Regions from separate parts of the Mus musculus genome. Here region 2 is linked to region 1. A link is a contact called in public HiChIP or PLAC-seq data. All regions are on one chromosome and are shown on one strand. Each heading gives the region's core, a stretch centred on a gene start, on an enhancer-like site or on the middle of the called end of the contact. The rest is flanking DNA. Distances are from core to core; before and after follow the strand shown.

Region 1 (5,280 bases), core at 1,430-3,929:
CTGAGATCTAACCCACACTTGGAAAAAAACCGGCACCAGTTTTACAAATGTTAAATTCATGATACGGGCAAAATATTAAAGCCGCCTTGAGTCTTCTACATACTATCTGTTTTCTCAAAGGCTAGGCTGCAGAATGTATTAACAGTCTGGTGGAAGGACTGCTATAGACGGGGGTTTTTGTTTGTTTGTTTTGTTTTGTTCTTATTAGATATTTTCTTTATTTACATTTCAAATGCTATCCTGAAAGTTCGCTATACCCTCCCCCTGCCCTGCTCCCTACCCACTCACTCCCACTTCTTGGCCCTGGCTTTCCCCTGTACTGGGGCATATAAAGTTTGCAAGACCAAGGGGCCTCTCTTCCCAGTGATGGCCAACTAGGCCATCTTCTGCTACATATGCAGCTAGAGACACGAGCTCTGGGGGTACTGGTTAGTTCATATTGTTGTTCTACCTATAGGGTTGTAGACCCCTTCAGCTCCTTGGGTACTTTCTCTAGCTCCTCCATTGGGGGCCCTGTGTTACATCCTATAGATGACTGTGAGCATCCACTTCTGTATTTGCCAGGCACTGGCATAGCCTCACTCAAGATAGCTATATCAGGGTCCTTTCAGCAAAATCTTTCTGGCATATGCAATAGTGTCTGGGTTTGGTGGCTGATTATGGGATGGATCCCCAGGTGGGATAGTCTCTGGATGGTCCATCCTTTCGGCTTAGTTCCAAACTTTGTCTCTGTAACTCCTTCCATGGGTATTTTGTTCCCTATTCTAAGGAGGAATGAAGTATCCACACTTTGGTCTTCATTTTTCTTGATTTTCTTGTGTTTTGCAAATTGTATCTTGGGTATTCTAAGTTTCTGGGCTAATATCCACTTATCAGTGAGTGCATAGCACCAAGAATTGCTGCTAAACAAGACTGCGGAGAAGACTGGATAAGCAAGCAAGCAAAAAAAAAAAGTGGACATTTTTCACTTTCTTTAAAACAAACAAACAAACAAACAAAAACCCACATTTACACATGTAATTTAATACCCTACAAAACTTTGTAGAGAAGAGCTTTGAAAGCTTTTATTTTAATGGAACAGAAAAGTCTTAGCTACAATTTATAACATCACAAATGTGTTAAAATACACAAACGAAAACAATTATTTCTTTCTTGGTATCATAAAAGCTTGGTCTATATCAAATTCCACCAGTGAGCTGTAAGCAGGTCTCCTGCGGTGAACTGTGCTATCAAATCTGCAGCTAAGAAAAATCTCAACAGCACACTTTTTTTTTCTCTTAACAAAATCAATAATCTGTTGCTAACATATTCTGGGAAGAGCCACATGATATTTTTTTTTAAAAAAGTAAAAGAACCAAAATTTTAACGTTAGAGCTCTGTAGTCCCGGAGCCAAATATAACGAGTGATTAGGCTGAACTTCACGAGTTGTAAGATGTCTGGGAAAATGGGAAGTATAAAATAATTCTACTGCTTTCTTACAAAACATGATTGCTAACAGTGCTGTTTCTTTCCTTCCCAGCCCTGTGTTACAGGCTGATTCCCTTCAACCAGTCACCGAGTCAAAGGCAGGCATGCAAGGTGTCCTGAGACTAACAACACAGCAAAGCATCCACACACAAAACTTAAAGGTAGGTCTCTCATTGCTTAGTCCAACCAAAAATTGCGCTGTCTTTTATGTTCTTTTATACTGTGCATGTTTTAGCAGCATGCCTATCTGTGTACCACGTGCATACAGTGCCCTGAGAGGCCAGAAGAGGGCATCAGATCCCCTGGATCTGGAGTTAAAGAAGCCATGTGGGTGCTGGGAATTGAACCCAGGTCCTCCGGAAGAGGAGTAAGTACTCTCCTCTGCTAAGCCATCTCTCCAGCCTTAGCTGAACCATCCAGTACTAGAGGCTGTTACACAGGCAGCAAACAAGAATAGTGCTTTAACTTGGGGGGGGGGGGCAGCACAGCCAGCCAGCCAGCCAGTGTGTGTGTGTGTGTGTGTGTGTGTGTGTGTGTGTGTGTGTGTGTACATACGAGCGTGCCTGCATTTTATTTTAGGGCAAGGGTCTCTCACTGATCTTGGAACTTCTCATTTCATCTCTGCCAAATAACCAGCAAACCTCCCAGAATCTGCCTGTCTCCATCCCCCAACACTGGCGGGGAACAGCTATTCCTCATTTTGGCTTTTTGTCCCACCTGTGGGTGCTGGAGAATCCAAGCTCAGCACAGCTAGCACTTTGCCCACTCAGGCATCTCCCTGGTCCCGGTCAAGGAACATTTTGTAATTTATTTTAAGTCCCTGTCTTGATGCCTTGATTGGTTTTGTTTTGTTTTGTTTTTTAATTATACACTAACTTTTGAGAACTTTATTTACAAAGGGCTTTTGGCATGATATGAACACTGACCTGGAATTCCCCGCCCGACACGCTCAGAGGGTTGCCAGTGACCGTGCACAGTGGAGCTGCATTTCAAGTGGCCTCTTTGGGCGGAAAAACTATTAGTGTATGAGAATTAGGATTGTATAAAATTGCTCAAGAGATTTAGTTCCTTCAAAAAAAATAGGAAGTTTTGGTTCAAAGCACAGAAATCAAGGGTGGAATGAGGTAATGGTGGCGGAGTGGAGGTGAGGACTGTGTGAAATGAAGAGAGGCCAAAAATAGGAAAGAGTAGGAGGAAGCGGCTGAAACAGGTAGCAGCCAGTGCTCGCCATGGTAACCATGATCAACAGATGAGCATCCGTCACAGCATGAGGCTTAAAAGAGTCCCCATCTGCGCTAGACTCAGATTTCAATTTGTGGTTACAGCTAACAGTAGACATTAATAAATAACATTTAAGTAGGCTAAACATGCTGGTAGCAGCAATACTGACTAGGGGACATATCTGTTATGAGCTAGAGGTCCCCTTTCAAAGGGAAGATCTGCAAATTAAGAGAATGAAGGTGTTTTCTTTATAGGTTAATCATGGAACACAGTGACACTGGCGAAGCTGAACCTGGGATTTATAGCACTTTTACACACACAGCTCCTATTCATTGATGTCCTTGGCCCCAGGAGACATGCTTTGGTGATGAAGTAAATATTTTAGTTACTGAGTTCTTTCCCTTTAGATCAGTGAGGAGCTATGAAGCAGCGGGGCTACCACAAGTCTGCCAGCTCAAAATTCATACTCCAAGGGTTTTGCCAAGTCAGAGGGATTAGTACACTGTCAAACACTACTAGCCAATTTATACTCACGCATAACAAATGTCACCAACTTGACCTAAACCAGAAAAAAGTACAAAAGAGACAGTAAGATTGAAGCTCACTCTAACTCTCCTCCTTTGGTCAGCATAACAACCGTGAAGGAGGAGTCTCATGGTCTTGGTTTCAAAGGCTTTTGCAGGCGTTAAACAGTTCGCCTTCTATTATACAATTTCTATCCATAAGAGGTGAAAGTGAGACCAAGGGTAAGCCAATGGTAGAACACTTGATCGGCATGCACATGGCCCTGGCAACAACCTGCAACACCTTTCCTACAAGACTTTGACCAGAGGCAGAAAGTCTATCTGTCCTAACACACCACACACACACACACACACACACACACCCATACAGCTCCAGTTCCCATGCATCATAACTCTCCAGCTCAATGACAAAGGCTCAGGCAGGCTATGCCCATTTCAAGAGTGGTGTCTACTTGAAAATATTTCATTCTACTTAACAAAAATAAAACTCTGCACTGATTAAAAACAGATCTTCTGCTTTTACAGATGCCCTGACCAGTGATCAGCTGAAACACCGGCAGGAAGCCAGACACGGAGGCGCACATGTTAATTCCAGCAGATTGGGAGGGCAGCTCCAAGTCTGAGGTGAGCCCCCACCCACGTAGTGACACTGTGTTTCAAAAGATCAAACAAATAAACAGAATAACTACATAGTGAAATGCCAATCTGTTTTATTAATCTCTGTAATGCTAGCAACTAAATAAATGTAAGCTCAAGGTATGGGGAGAGGGATGACGGGGGATGGTGTGGGTAGCCGGATGGGTACCTCTGCCACCTCTGAGGATCACAGGTTCTGGGGACCACGCGAATGCACTTCATCCACTACAGTAGAGAGACAGCAGCTTCTTTTGAACTTCTAAAACATTAAATCATTTCAAGGGCTACCTTAATATTTTTACTGTGACACTGGTAAGTAAAAAAATTGCAAGTGTTCCCTTTATTTAATTTAGTCAAAGGGGAAAAGGGTGGAAGCTAGTTACTTTTCGTGATTGATTCTGAGGGACATAACTGAACTTCCCTAATTTCAGAGCAGGAATGAATGAGTAGATGCTGGCAGAAGACACACTGTAAAGATGGCTAGGTTTGTCCTGTGACTCATGCCTGCGCCAGTGTCCAGGTGAGTGCATGCGCTCAAACATGGAGAACAAACTTAGTTTCGTTCCTCAAGCCACCCACCTTGTGTTTCCTCTGCCTGGGGAGGATGTTTTATTAGAGGAAGATTCTTTTTCCTTTGCTTAAGAATCCCCTGGCTAAGCCATAACTGTGTTCTCTAAGATGGTGGTTATCAAAACCCCATATGCAGCAGCCTGTCTAGGCCGTCATACTGAGATTTCACAATCTGGCAAACTCAGAAAACATCCAAAGCAGAACTAACAGGAGGCCGCGGTCTTACGACAGTCGGCATGTTTATATTTCTTTATAAAGGGCAGAATTTCCTCTCCCGCTTATACGATTAGGGTTTGTTTTAGAGGCTGAGTTTATTTTAAACATTGAACTCACTGTGGCACAGCCTCTGTTTTCTTTCAGTATAAACTTAACAACTGACCGGTTCAAGTGTCGCTGTGTTCCAGACATGCATCTGAATACCTGTGCTGTTTAAATCCTGGAAACTGAGGAAATTTGTTATTATCCTAAGTTTAGAGATAAGTTTTGTTTGCAAGTCACTTGGGAGACACTTGGGATGCAAAGCCAGTTCCCCTCTCAAATAAAACCCGTCACCTTCCCCACAGCACTCTCCTGCCCCGGACATATTCTACAGCATCACGTCAGCACACCTGCTTTAGTTCAACTCAAAACAAAACAAACCAACAAAAACTCAACTCAAACGGTACCCTCAGGACAAATGCTTTCCTTGCAATACAGCCATTACGCAACTGGAACTCACAGAAGCAAGCACAACCTCGATTTTTAAAGGCCATCTTGAGAGCCTACTGTATACACACAGCAAACAGTGAATGCCAGAAGGATCACACTGACGGGAGAGAGATCAAATGTATGGCAAAAAAAAACCAAGAGGAAGCTGCATCC
Region 2 (5,210 bases), core at 1,000-3,499, 820 kb after region 1:
CACACGTAGTCTGCATTTCTTTATTGTGTTCTTAATTGGGGGAGCTTTGGGTTGCTATATAGAGTTTCAGACTTGAGGCCAGGAGTGTAGCTGTGTGGTAGACTGTGTGCCTAGCAGGCAGGTGGCCTGCTTCAATTTGTAGCACCACAAGAAAAAAAGTTTCAGTTTGAATATAAGAAGTATTCTAAGGTTTGACAGAGACTTGCATTTAGACACAGTGCTTCTTTTAAAATCTCTGTAGGAAGTTACTGCATCTATAGTCTGCATGAAGTCAGAGCAGGTTTGTGAGAGGCATCTTGGAAGGCAGGCTACTTTGTGCATCTGGAACACCTCAGTTGTAATGAAAGCCCAATAATCATAAATTGGCTTCAGTATGTTTCTAATCAGAATATTTGATGCTTAAAGATTCCTTATATATTGTGTTTATTTAAAGTGTTCCTTAAGCTTGTTAGAAAATGTTAGAAGACTCTCTCTCTCTCTACATATATATATATATATATATATATATATATATATATATATATATATATATGCAGATTTTACTGTTTATTTGTATTGATGGTGAATCAAACCTAGGGCACTGAACATTCTAGGCAAATCACTTCTCCACTGAGCTGTATCCTTAGTCCTTACATTCTTATTCTTTCTCCTTTCCCTCTTCCCATACCGCTTAGCCTTACATAGGCTAAGTAAATGGTGTACTACTAAACTATACCTACAGCCCAATATTCCAGGTTTAAATTGGAAATATTAATTAGAATATTAATAGTCTTTGAAAAAGAATGAGCTATAGCCTTTCCTTTGAAATATTAGGCAAAATAGAACTGTATATTCAAGCCATCATATAAGGTTTTATACTTTAGAAACATAGAACCTTACTTAAACCTAAATAAATAGTAAGGACATGTTAAATTCTGTTTAGGAAAAAAAAAGCCACAGGATTCTCACAATGGGCTTATGTGATATGAACAATGTTGTTTTGGACATTAATATAGAATGCTGAAGCCTGATAAAATTATAGTTGATGTAGATTATATTTATAGCTAGGTAAGAATTGCCCAATATTAATAGAGAAGATAGCTGTACTTTGCCTAACCATGTGGTGAGTTATCATTCATAAAGATTATTAGTTTGACAGGCATGATCAGTTGAGCACCTATTTATGGTAGATATATATTACAGGAACCAAGTTTTGGACATATGAGAAAGTGGGGGTAGTTTGTTGGGGTTTTGGGGCACAAGTAATCTGAGACTGACAAAAGGCTGTATTAAATAAAAACCCAACACTCTAAGCTTAGCTTAGTTGATAGAGTGCCTGTATGGTAGGCATTATGTTTGGAGATGGAGACTAGAGGATCAGAAGTTCAAGGTCATCTTTCTGTTACATAGAGAGGTGGAGAACAATTTGGGTTGTGTGAGAACTATCACAGAACAACCAACCAACCCCCAAAGATCAAAGTGGCAAATTAATCAGTTGGGTGTTATTGAGTCATTTGGGGTAGCCATGCTACCTCTCTGATATGCTCAGCTGCTTGCTCAGCTACATGGTTTCTGGGTTTTTTTGTTTGTCTATTTAAAGACAGATGCCTACTATTATACAGCCCTGGCTGGCCTAGAGTGCTTTATGTAGATCAGCTGGCCTCAAGTTCAGAGAGATCCAGCCGCCTCTGCCTCCCTTGTTTTGAAATGTTTAGTTAGGGTGGCTAGCAAATGTTACTCTTCAAATTGCCAGACTCCTAGGACAGACTTTACGGTTTGGGGACATGTTCTGCTGTTTCATTCAGTTATGTGGGCGTGGTTGTTTTTGTTTTTGTTTTTATTTTCCTACCTCTTAGGCCCAGGGCCTTTTGCATGCTCTAGCAATGGCTCTAGTATGTTTTGTAGTTTTTAACTTTGGAGCAGGGCTCTTACTAAGTTGCTTGGGTTTCCTTGCCTGTGTAGCCATCTTCCTCCTCCGGGCTCTGGAGTAGCCGGGTCACAGGCCTATGCCAACAAGGCTGGCCACAGCATTTTATCAGATCTTTGGTATTCATTCCTAGGAGTCCTTCAAAGGACATGAACATTGTTCTTTTGTCTCTTAGCTCTCAACACCAGAATACTTTCATTGTCTTTCTTCATTTTTATGTTTCTGATATCATACTTCATTGTGTTTGCACACAGGCAATTGAACTATTTATAAGTAAGATGCAGCAGAGAAGGCAGGAAATAGTTGACATTTGTATGCTCTATCTTGCTCTCTGCTTCCTGTCAGTTAAACCACGAAGAGAGGAACAGAGACACAGATGTACGGTTGCTGCTTTAATTTCCCATCAGGGAGCCCAGTTAAGCATAAAGGTTGTTTCATTAAACTTCGTACTTGTTGATTTTAGGGGTATGTATGGTAGGCTTCTTGGTGGGTTACACAGATTGCGTGGATATCTGGCAACACTTTGACATTAGATATAGGACTTATATGAAAATACAAGTTTTACACATTTAAGAGGTTTTTCCTTTTGTGATTTTGTTTTGTTTTTTGAAAGGCTCCATATGCACTTAGGCTGGCATTACACTCATGATCTTCTTGACTTAGCCTCCTAAACGCTGGGGTTATAGGCCTGTACCAAACTATACTCAAGTATACCTTAGTGTGAGTGTGAGTGTGAGTGTGTGTGTGTGTGTGTGTGTGTGTGCTCGCGTATGAAGGCCAGGGGTCAACCTTGGGTGGCACTTCTTAGGAGCCAGAGGTGTCATTCCTGAGGGACTGTGCACTTTGTGCATGCATGCACACACGTTCATATGTGTGCACAGGCGTGTGAGATGTATGTACATATAGGCCAGAAGTCAGTCTTGGTGGTATTACTTAGGAGTCATGCGTTTTATTTTTAGAACTGGGAACTAACCCCAGAGCGTGCACATAATGGGGCATGCTCGTTACCACCGAGCTGCAACCGCTGTTCTACAGAGCCATCAACAGGCTTGCTGAGTCCACTTATTTATTTAATGTTAACTTTGAGATAGTGTCTCTACTATATAGACCAAGCTGGCTTCAAACTCATGGAAGTCCACCTGCTTCTGTAGAATAAAGGTATGCACTACTCTAGCTGGCCTTATCAAGTATATTTAATTTCAAATAATGGAGGGAAATGTAAAAAACAAACAAACAAACAAAAAACCAAATGTGTTTTTGTGGTCTTACTATGGAGGGTAGACAGCTGGATTTTTTTCTGTATGCCCTTTAACGTTTTCTTGGCTTCTATTGTGTCTTATATGTGGGAAATCTGTCCAAACTCACACAAGTGCTGAAGACAGCTGAGGAGGTGAGACAATTTCATTTCCCCGTTGGAAAAGCTTGTTTTCTACTAGGTTGTCCCACCTCATTTTTAGATTTAAATGTTACTGTCAGCATTGCTCCTTCTAACTAGAATGTCTCCCTCCCCTTCACAGTCTCAGAACTTAGCAAGATCAGATGGGAGTTATCACTAATGAACTTGCCCCCTTGTAAGGGTTCCTCCATCTCACAAGTATTTACCCCCCCTCCCTCAGCATTTGTTTAATACATTCATTTACATTTAGTTATCTGTTCCCAATCTTTCCTAGGAATCAAGCCAGTTAAGGACAAAGATTGTGCCCTAATTGCCTTTAGTTTTGTATACTCACCGAGGTTGTAGCTACTAAGTGCAAGCATAGGTGCACTCACACCTCTGATAGCTCCATTCTGGAATCAAAGCCACAGGCTGATTAAAGAACTACAGTGTGTCTTCTCTGCACGTTGCCTTTATGGTATATTTGTAAGAAATAATTGAAGCAAGCGCTTTTTTCTTCCTCCTCGGAGTGTGCTTTTCTGGGGAGCTGTGGATCAAAGCCAGGGTTTTACACATGCCAGGTGAGTGCTCAGGGCTCCTCCACTGAGCTGTGTCCTTAGAAGCAAAGCCTTCCTGAATGATATGCTGGTGGTAGCAGACTGTAGTAAGTGGCCATGAAGTTTGAATCTGTCATGGATATTGCCTTGCTTCATTTCATAGCCGAGTGTCATCTATTCAAAATACTTAATCCATATAGAACATAGATGCAACTAGTCTCTCTCTCTCGCTATATATATATATATATATATATATATATATATATATATGTTTTCCTTCTGGTAGTTAAGTGAATGAAGATTTAGTTAAATAGCATGTACAAAGAATGTAATACAGTCATGTTTTTAAAATTTGTGACTGGTCATGGCCATAGCATAAACAATGAGACCCTGTCTGGGGTAGGGGTGGGGGACAGGAGAGAAAGGAAGGAAGGAAGGAAGAAAGAAAACCTTGTAATTTTCCATTTTAAAAAATTATTAAATTAGGTTGTGAATTTGGGGGTAATAATGGGCCTCACACATTGAGCAAGCACTCTGCTGGAAAAACCGAACCTCTTTGAAAATTTTTGTATTTTTAATTTTTTTTAAACAAATTTGAGAGCAGGTCTCACTCTGCAAGTTGCCAGGCTGGCCTTGAGCTCTCAGTCTTCTGGCCAGGCGGCTGTAGCTGGGTTGACGAGCCAGTGCCGCCCTCACCCTCATAGCTTTTGTTTGGAAGTTACTGTGGATAAGGCCTAAATGTACAACCTAGGATGGCCTCAAGCCCCTGTGCGCCCCAGGCTAGGACAATGGCATGTGAGACAGGATCTGATTAGGTCATGATTTTCTCCTCGTGCATACCTCTGCCTTCCTGGTGCTGGAATTACAGGTGTGCACTACCATTCCTCTATCTCCACCCTTCTCATCCCCAGGGAGAACAAAACCACAGCCCATCAATTCAATGTTTGTTTGTTTGTTTGTTTGTTTGTTTGTGTTCCCCACAACCTGAGCACTTTACCATGCTTGTTGAGAGTATCTGTGCCATAAGGGAAGAGGTGCAGGGGAGTGGCTTACACTTCAGCAGTGCCATCATCTGTGCAGTGCTTGTCACAGCTCTTTCTGCCATTTTGAACAGTAGTCTCAGATTCCTGGGGCTGTCACTGGGCTTTTTGAGCACAGGGACCACCCTCTGTTGTTAGAACTCTATTTGGAAACCCCTGGACTGGCTGAAAAGATACACTGTGGATCCGTTTTAACAATTAGATGCTGCCTTCTGGGGTTAGCTGTCTTGTCTTATTTACTGAACCACACTGCAAACTGCATGGATCAAGGATGAGGCATGCTATTCTGTCTTTTCCACAATACTGTACTTAGGTAAATTTAGCAGATGTTC

What was found. HiChIP or PLAC-seq counts read pairs in DNA pulled down with a chosen protein or histone mark.
Region 2: an H3K27ac HiChIP or PLAC-seq map of thymic regulatory T cells shows a contact between it and region 1, with 4 times the contacts expected there. The contact joins two enhancer-like sites.

The regions. Positions count from the first base shown.
Region 1 is chr14:78,696,707-78,701,986 of GRCm38.p6, forward strand. All of the region lies in intron 2 of Dgkh (diacylglycerol kinase, eta), which reads right to left. Among named protein-coding and RNA genes, the nearest start is that of Dgkh, 33 kb to the right of the region's middle. Within about 2 kb of position 2,680, at least 45 of the 459 cell types and tissues checked have an H3K27ac peak or open chromatin away from gene starts, as enhancers often do. A contact at or near this core is called in thymic regulatory T cells, where this site is marked.
Region 2 is chr14:79,519,717-79,524,926 of GRCm38.p6, forward strand. The region is part of intron 1 of Elf1 (E74-like factor 1); the gene reads left to right. It also overlaps the pseudogene Gm9243. Among named protein-coding and RNA genes, the nearest start is that of n-TEttc4, 41 kb to the left of the region's middle. Within about 2 kb of position 2,250, at least 131 of the 459 cell types and tissues checked have an H3K27ac peak or open chromatin away from gene starts, as enhancers often do. A contact at or near this core is called in thymic regulatory T cells, where this site is marked.